Regions from separate parts of the Sus scrofa genome. Here region 2 is linked to region 1. Evidence: chromatin contacts called from public Hi-C data. All regions are on one chromosome and are shown on one strand. Each heading gives the region's core, a stretch centred on a gene start, on an enhancer-like site or on the middle of the called end of the contact. The rest is flanking DNA. Distances are from core to core; before and after follow the strand shown. Region 1 holds the start of ATP6V1D (V-type proton ATPase subunit D). Region 2 holds the start of VTI1B (vesicle transport through interaction with t-SNAREs 1B).

The links. Hi-C and Micro-C count contacts between places; a contact is called where the count stands out from the background.
Region 2: a Hi-C map of liver shows a contact between it and region 1, with 4 times the contacts expected there. The contact joins the promoter of VTI1B here to the promoter of ATP6V1D in region 1. A contact is called at or near these places in 2 of 47 Hi-C or Micro-C datasets (heart right ventricle and liver) and 1 of 2 datasets of contacts at active chromatin or transcription factors (alveolar macrophages).

Annotation. Positions count from the first base shown.
Region 1 is chr7:91,083,460-91,086,338 of Sscrofa11.1, reverse strand. It overlaps ATP6V1D (V-type proton ATPase subunit D), which reads left to right and starts at 1,431. Exons shown (of 9, transcript XM_001928314.6): 1 at 1,431-1,685. The coding sequence starts at 1,645. It overlaps EIF2S1 (eukaryotic translation initiation factor 2 subunit 1), which reads right to left and starts at 1,314. Exons shown (of 8, transcript XM_001928339.4): 1 at 901-1,314.
Region 2 is chr7:91,412,116-91,414,994 of Sscrofa11.1, reverse strand. VTI1B (vesicle transport through interaction with t-SNAREs 1B) reads left to right here and starts at 1,515. Exons shown (of 6, transcript NM_214437.1): 1 at 1,515-1,637. The coding sequence starts at 1,523.

The sequences.
Region 1 (2,879 bases), core at 182-2,681:
GAACTGAGAACAGACAGTAAAGCTCTACATAATTCCAAACTGCTGAAAGACACAGAGTTACAAGATTTTTTCCCTTGAATAATAACATCAAACGGGAGAAAAACCAAGACTTCTTGCTAAACCTTTCCTCCACGAAACAATGTTTCTTGTTAAATAAAACTTAAAGTAGTCTAAGTTTGGGGGGGTAATAAAATTCCCTTATCTTTATGTTTTTTTAGTTATGCTTAACCGAAAGATCACAGCGTGTAATTCTACAAGTTTACTTTCATCGATGCTGAAACACGGTAAACCGATACTAAGAGTTATATATAAACTCTTCAACAGTATCTTTTAGTTTCAACTGAAGGGGTGACTCAGTCTACAGAAATGCACCGAGCGATAAAGTGATAGGAGCTTCAATTTTTAAATATAAGTTATCAGAGGAACAAATTATTCTTGGATACTTTTAAACCCAACTCTGTCAACATCATGGCCCAAACCACCGGTTCCTTGAAGCGGCCGGTCTGGTTTCCACTGAGAGGTAGTATTTGCTGGGGCGGACGAAAAAGATGGAATTCTCAGGCCCGGAGAGAGCAAAATGCTCAGCGTCGTGGGGCGGGGGTGTCATAGCGTTCTCCCGAGACGGCCCCACCTCAAGGCACCCCTGTTTTATGTATATTGAAGACGCTGTACAATCACTGGGCCCACTTCCCTTCACGAGATTCCTTCGTTCGTACCTTGACACCACCGCTCGGAGAGACCGACACCCGGCCGGTGGCGACCGCAGTCGCGTCCAGGCACTTCCCGCTCAGGGACGGGAAAAGGAGGTGTTAACCCAGGGCCTACCCTCTACCGAACACCCATGCCATTGGACACAACCAAAGTAAATTCTTCGAGAAACTGATCGGGGAGACTAGTCACCTGAGGTATGTATATGGATCCCGCACTGGGGCCCCGCGCCGCGCTCTTCAATCAGAGAGAACTGACTTGATCCACCCGCAGCAGCCGCCGACTCTCTTCAGCGTGCGCTTCTCTCAACCCTACCGCGCATGCGGAACCACCTCGCAGCACGCAAGCGCCGACAGACTACAGACCGCTCTTCATCACCTACCATAGAGTCTAGGTCCTCCGCGAACAAAGAGGTCTGTGGGCCTTAGGAGGACTTGAAAAGTACATTTTCTCGCCATCTTTAGTTTTCGCTAAGTGACTTTCAAGGCGCAGATAAGAAGTAAGACTCGGATTCCTTGTCCCTAAAGAATAAATTCTCTACGATACTGTCAGTCAACCATGAGGTGGCGCTGTGACCAGAGGTGAATGTGGAGGAGGAGAAGGGGTGTACTCTTCTCTCTCGGTCTTTCGTCTCTTGGGTGTAGAGCCTTGCGCAGCCGCCTGGGAGCTGGAGGGGGAGGGGCTCGGCAGCGTACCGGAATCGAGGGGCGGTTCCGGGGTGCGCGCGCCTCAACATCCGGGCATCGCCTTCTTCCTGTCCCGGCCTTCCTGCACTCCTGTGCCAAGAGAAAGCGGAAGTGAAGAAGAGACACTCCGGCTGCCTCTTAGCAACGCGAAGGGCGTCACGTGACACAACCAGCTGACTCCGGTAGAGAAGGACTCTGTGGCTGCAGCACTTGCCTGGCCTGGGACCGGAGCCGCACGGTCGCCGTCAGAATGTCGGGCAAAGACCGAATTGAAATCTTTCCCTCGCGAATGTAAGTAAAAGAATGGAACGAACACACTTACGGGTTCAGGAACACCGGCCCGGAGCCGCTGTCCGTTCACACCCTGGACCAGCAGCGAGGCACCTTGTTTCCTTGGCCGACTCTGAGCTCTCCTCAGACACTTCGTGAGTCCAGGGCGAAGCTCTTTGGCGGGCCCGCACACATTCCTCTGTTTGAACCGGACTGGGCAGAACGAGCCCAGCCGGTGGAACAGGCGCCCGGCCTGCTGGATTTTATGAAGGCTCATTGACTTTACTCATTAATTGAGCTTTTCACCCCACATTCCTTTATTGAGCCGGGCACTATCCTTACGTACCTATGAGTTTTCGTCACTTGTGCCTTAAGAGAGCTAAAGACAGACAAGCCGAGGAGGTTTGCCGATAATGCTTTGAAAAAGGAAGTTTACTACGATGGGAAGCAGGCTTCTAAGCCAAATTGGGGGTTGAATCCAATCACCGTAACGTGGACGTTAGGTTCGATAGTGGATCCCCTTGCTCCTTTTCCCTTGAAATGTTTGTCGCCTGAGGTGGGAAGCTATCCCAGAATTTCTAAGGCACTCCTTTTGCTCTGTCACCATTGCATCTCATTCAGGCCTGTGTTAATATCACCCATCACGTTGTAAAGTGGATATTGTTTTATGTGTATTTACCACTGAACTACAAGCCCTCTCCAGGATGAGATCTCTTTTATTAATCCATAGAAAGTCCATTAAAAAAATGGTGCCTGAATGAACCCATATTTTGGAATTTGGTCAGTCGTGGGCTTCATTGCCTGAATTCTTTGGCTGGAGAAATAGCATAGCACTCTAGGTGTTTGGCCAGTCTGTAAAGAAAATTTTGAAATTTTCTTAAATGTGCCTAAGAACATGTGGAAAGTAATAATTGTTCTTATTTGTCGTCTTCTCCCCTTTCTCCTCCCCTTCTTCTTCTTTTTTTTTTTTTTTTTTTCTTTCTCTAAGGAGCAGAAAGTCAGTTTTGGTTCTGAGAGATGTTTTGACTGTGGTCCTCTCTTTGGGGGACCTTTTGTTTTTCTTCATTCTGAATTTTTTCTCAGAGAATCTGAGGACTCTTAAATAAGAGTTGTTTTTAAACCCTAAACCTAGTTTTCTGTCTCTGCCTGGGTGGCTACAGCTTTTAATAAAATGAAGGGGGTTTTGTTTGGTTTTTACCTTTACCTGACTTTTCA
Region 2 (2,879 bases), core at 266-2,765, 330 kb before region 1:
ATTTAATTTGAACCAAAAGAAGAAAATAATTAAAGTTTAATTAGAGTCAAAGGAAGAAAACATTTCATTATTATAGTTATGCAGTCATTTCTCATTCTGAGAATAATTTGTCCCAGAGTCTAGTACAGTACAGTCTCAATTCAAATGCCATTAACTCTGGTTATGCGATAATTTGATTAGTCATTCACCCATTTTCTACTAATCTTTCATGAAGAAAAGATCACTTTTTCCATCCCAGGCTATTTGTTACTTCTTTTTGTACCTGTCCCTTTTATTTATAACACAATGCTATGGGACTTACCACAGTACACTGCCACTGATGACCTCAGACTTTGCTATCTATCTCTATGTTCAATATTAGGAGCTCAACAAAAATTTGTTGAATCAATGATCAATGAATTCGGTCTAATAAAAAACTAGGGTCCAGGAGATAAAAATTACCAAATCATTTACCCCTGGTCAGTCATATATTTTTAACATGTGCGGGCAGTTTTAAGTATTCCAGAATGGGCTCCATAGGCAAACTCATCAGTGAAAATAGGAATTTTCCTCCATTAAATCACGAAAACCCACGAAGTGCAGAAAAAGATCTTGTAATTGTTAACACATTACACTTGAGAGAGAGCTGATAAAAGCCAGGTCTGCCTTCATTATAAATTACCCAAGCGCAGAGAGAAACTTATTCACCAACACTTTCCCAGATCCCACCACAGTGACTACCCTTAAATTGACAAACACCGGCTAAGTGAACGAGTGCACCGCAGCTGCGGCGGCTAGAGGGTGAGTATTTTAGGGGCCACCCTGCCCGAGGGCCACTCCTGAAAGCATATGACTGATCACTTGACTCCCAGTCAAAGTGCTTTACTGCTTGAGAGCAGGCAGGAACCTGACCCAGCTATTTTCCGAAAACTGAAAGCTAACAGTCATAATGTGGACTGAATCAGAGTGGCCAAACATTACCACCAGAGTGAAGACGACGACCACGCGCTACCGATATGTTAGCGTCACGTCCGCGGCCGCGGCGACCACAGGGCCACCGCCCCCAACGATGCGTGACTTCCGAGTAGGGGCGTTTTCCGCGCCGAACTACAGCCCCCAGCATGCACTACAGCCCCTCGACGGAAGGCGGATCCCGAGAGGGAGGGGGCCGTGCCGCCCGGCCTGCGGGTCCCCAAAGTCCCTTCCGCTGTGGCGCTCTCCCCGACGCCGAGCTGGGTATTTCCCGGGTTCCGAGACTGCCGGCTAGCGTCAGATCGCTGCCACCCCCGCAGGAGTCGCCCGGGCAGCGCACGCTGCCAAACTTTCCGTCAGGCTTTGGCGCCTGGCGCGCCGTCAGTGACGCCATGCAGGGGGTGGGCGTTCCGGTTCGGCAGGACCCCGCCGCGGCGCCGGAAGCGCCTCGTCCTGGGAGGTGGTGGCGGCGGTCGCCGTGATGCCTGCGGGGCTGGGCGGCTGACGGTGGCGTAGAAGTGGGCCCCGAGCCCTGAGTCTCGGCGGCCGCTGTTGTAGAGCGGCCTCCGCCATGGCCACCTCCGCCGCCTCCTCGGAGCATTTCGAGAAACTGCACGAGATCTTCCGCGGCCTCCATGAAGACCTACGAGGGGTGCCGGAGCGGCTCCTGGGGATAGCAGGGACAGGTAAGGCGGGGGCGGGCTGAGCCTAGGGGAACCCGGCTCCGCCAGCTCTGCGAGGAAGGGCCCCCACCCTCTTCTCTCGCTTCTCATTCTCAGACACGCCCCCTAAGGTTGGCTGGGTCCAGGCACCCGGGAGCTCCCTACTGCCAGGTGTTCCCTTTTGATCCTATAGCGTTCAGATTTTTCTCGTTTCGTCTTCAGCGTGGCAAGAAGAGTACAGACCTTAAATCTGAGATGCTGTGTTTCAGTAGAATGGGTTTCTTTTGTAGCTTTCTGTATTTTTGTTTTATATATCCAAAACTATTTTCAAAAGAGACCCAGACTGGCAGAAGAGCCGTAGCACAAAAAAAGTTCAGAACCCAAAGGAGTCATAACTCTGGGGGTTGGTAAGTAACCAGTCTTGGAGGGGGGGTTCTTTAAAATCAGGATTGTGATCATTAGGTATGGTCGTCCTCTGAACTCCGCCTAGACTGTTTCTTGCTCCTTGATTTTAAAGTTCGGATTGCTGCAGGTTTTGCTTGGAGGAAATAAAGAGTTCGAATTCACATAGGGAAGTTTGCCATAGTTTTTTGTCCTAAGACAAATAGCTCTCCATGGCAAAGCAGGTAAGATTTTTGTTGTTTTTACTTAAGTGTCAAAGCTTGAGTGTTTGCTCTGTGAGTTCCTCAAGGTCATATGAATTGACACACTGGTGAGAATTATATCTTTGTTTAACATATTTATTGGAGGAGTCTGCTGTGTGCTAGGCACTGTCCTAGATGCTGGTAATATTACAAACTACAGTGAAAACGCTTAAAGTCTCTTCTATAGGTTGATGATAATATAAATATCAAGAGGTGGTGCGGAGTTCCCGTCATGGCTCAGTGGTTAACGAATCCAACTAGGAACCATGGGGTTGCGGGTTCGATCCTTGACCTTGCTCAGTGGGTTGATCTGGCGTTGCTGTAAGGTGTGGTGTAGGTCGCAGACTCGGCTGGGATCCCGCATTGCTGTGGCTCTGGCGTAGGTGAGTGGCTACAGCTCCGATTCAACCCCTAGCCTGGGAACCTCCATATGCTGTGCGAGCAGCCCAAGAAATGGCAAAAAGACAAAAAAAAGAGGTGGTGTTAAAGCAATGTGAGAAAATAAAACAGGGCAAAGAAATAGGGAGGGGGCTCTAGCTTTAACTTGAGTAGCTGTGAAAGGCCTCTTTGAGGAGGTGATTTGAAGTTAAGTTGAGCAGAGATTTGAAGTAAGGGGGTGAAC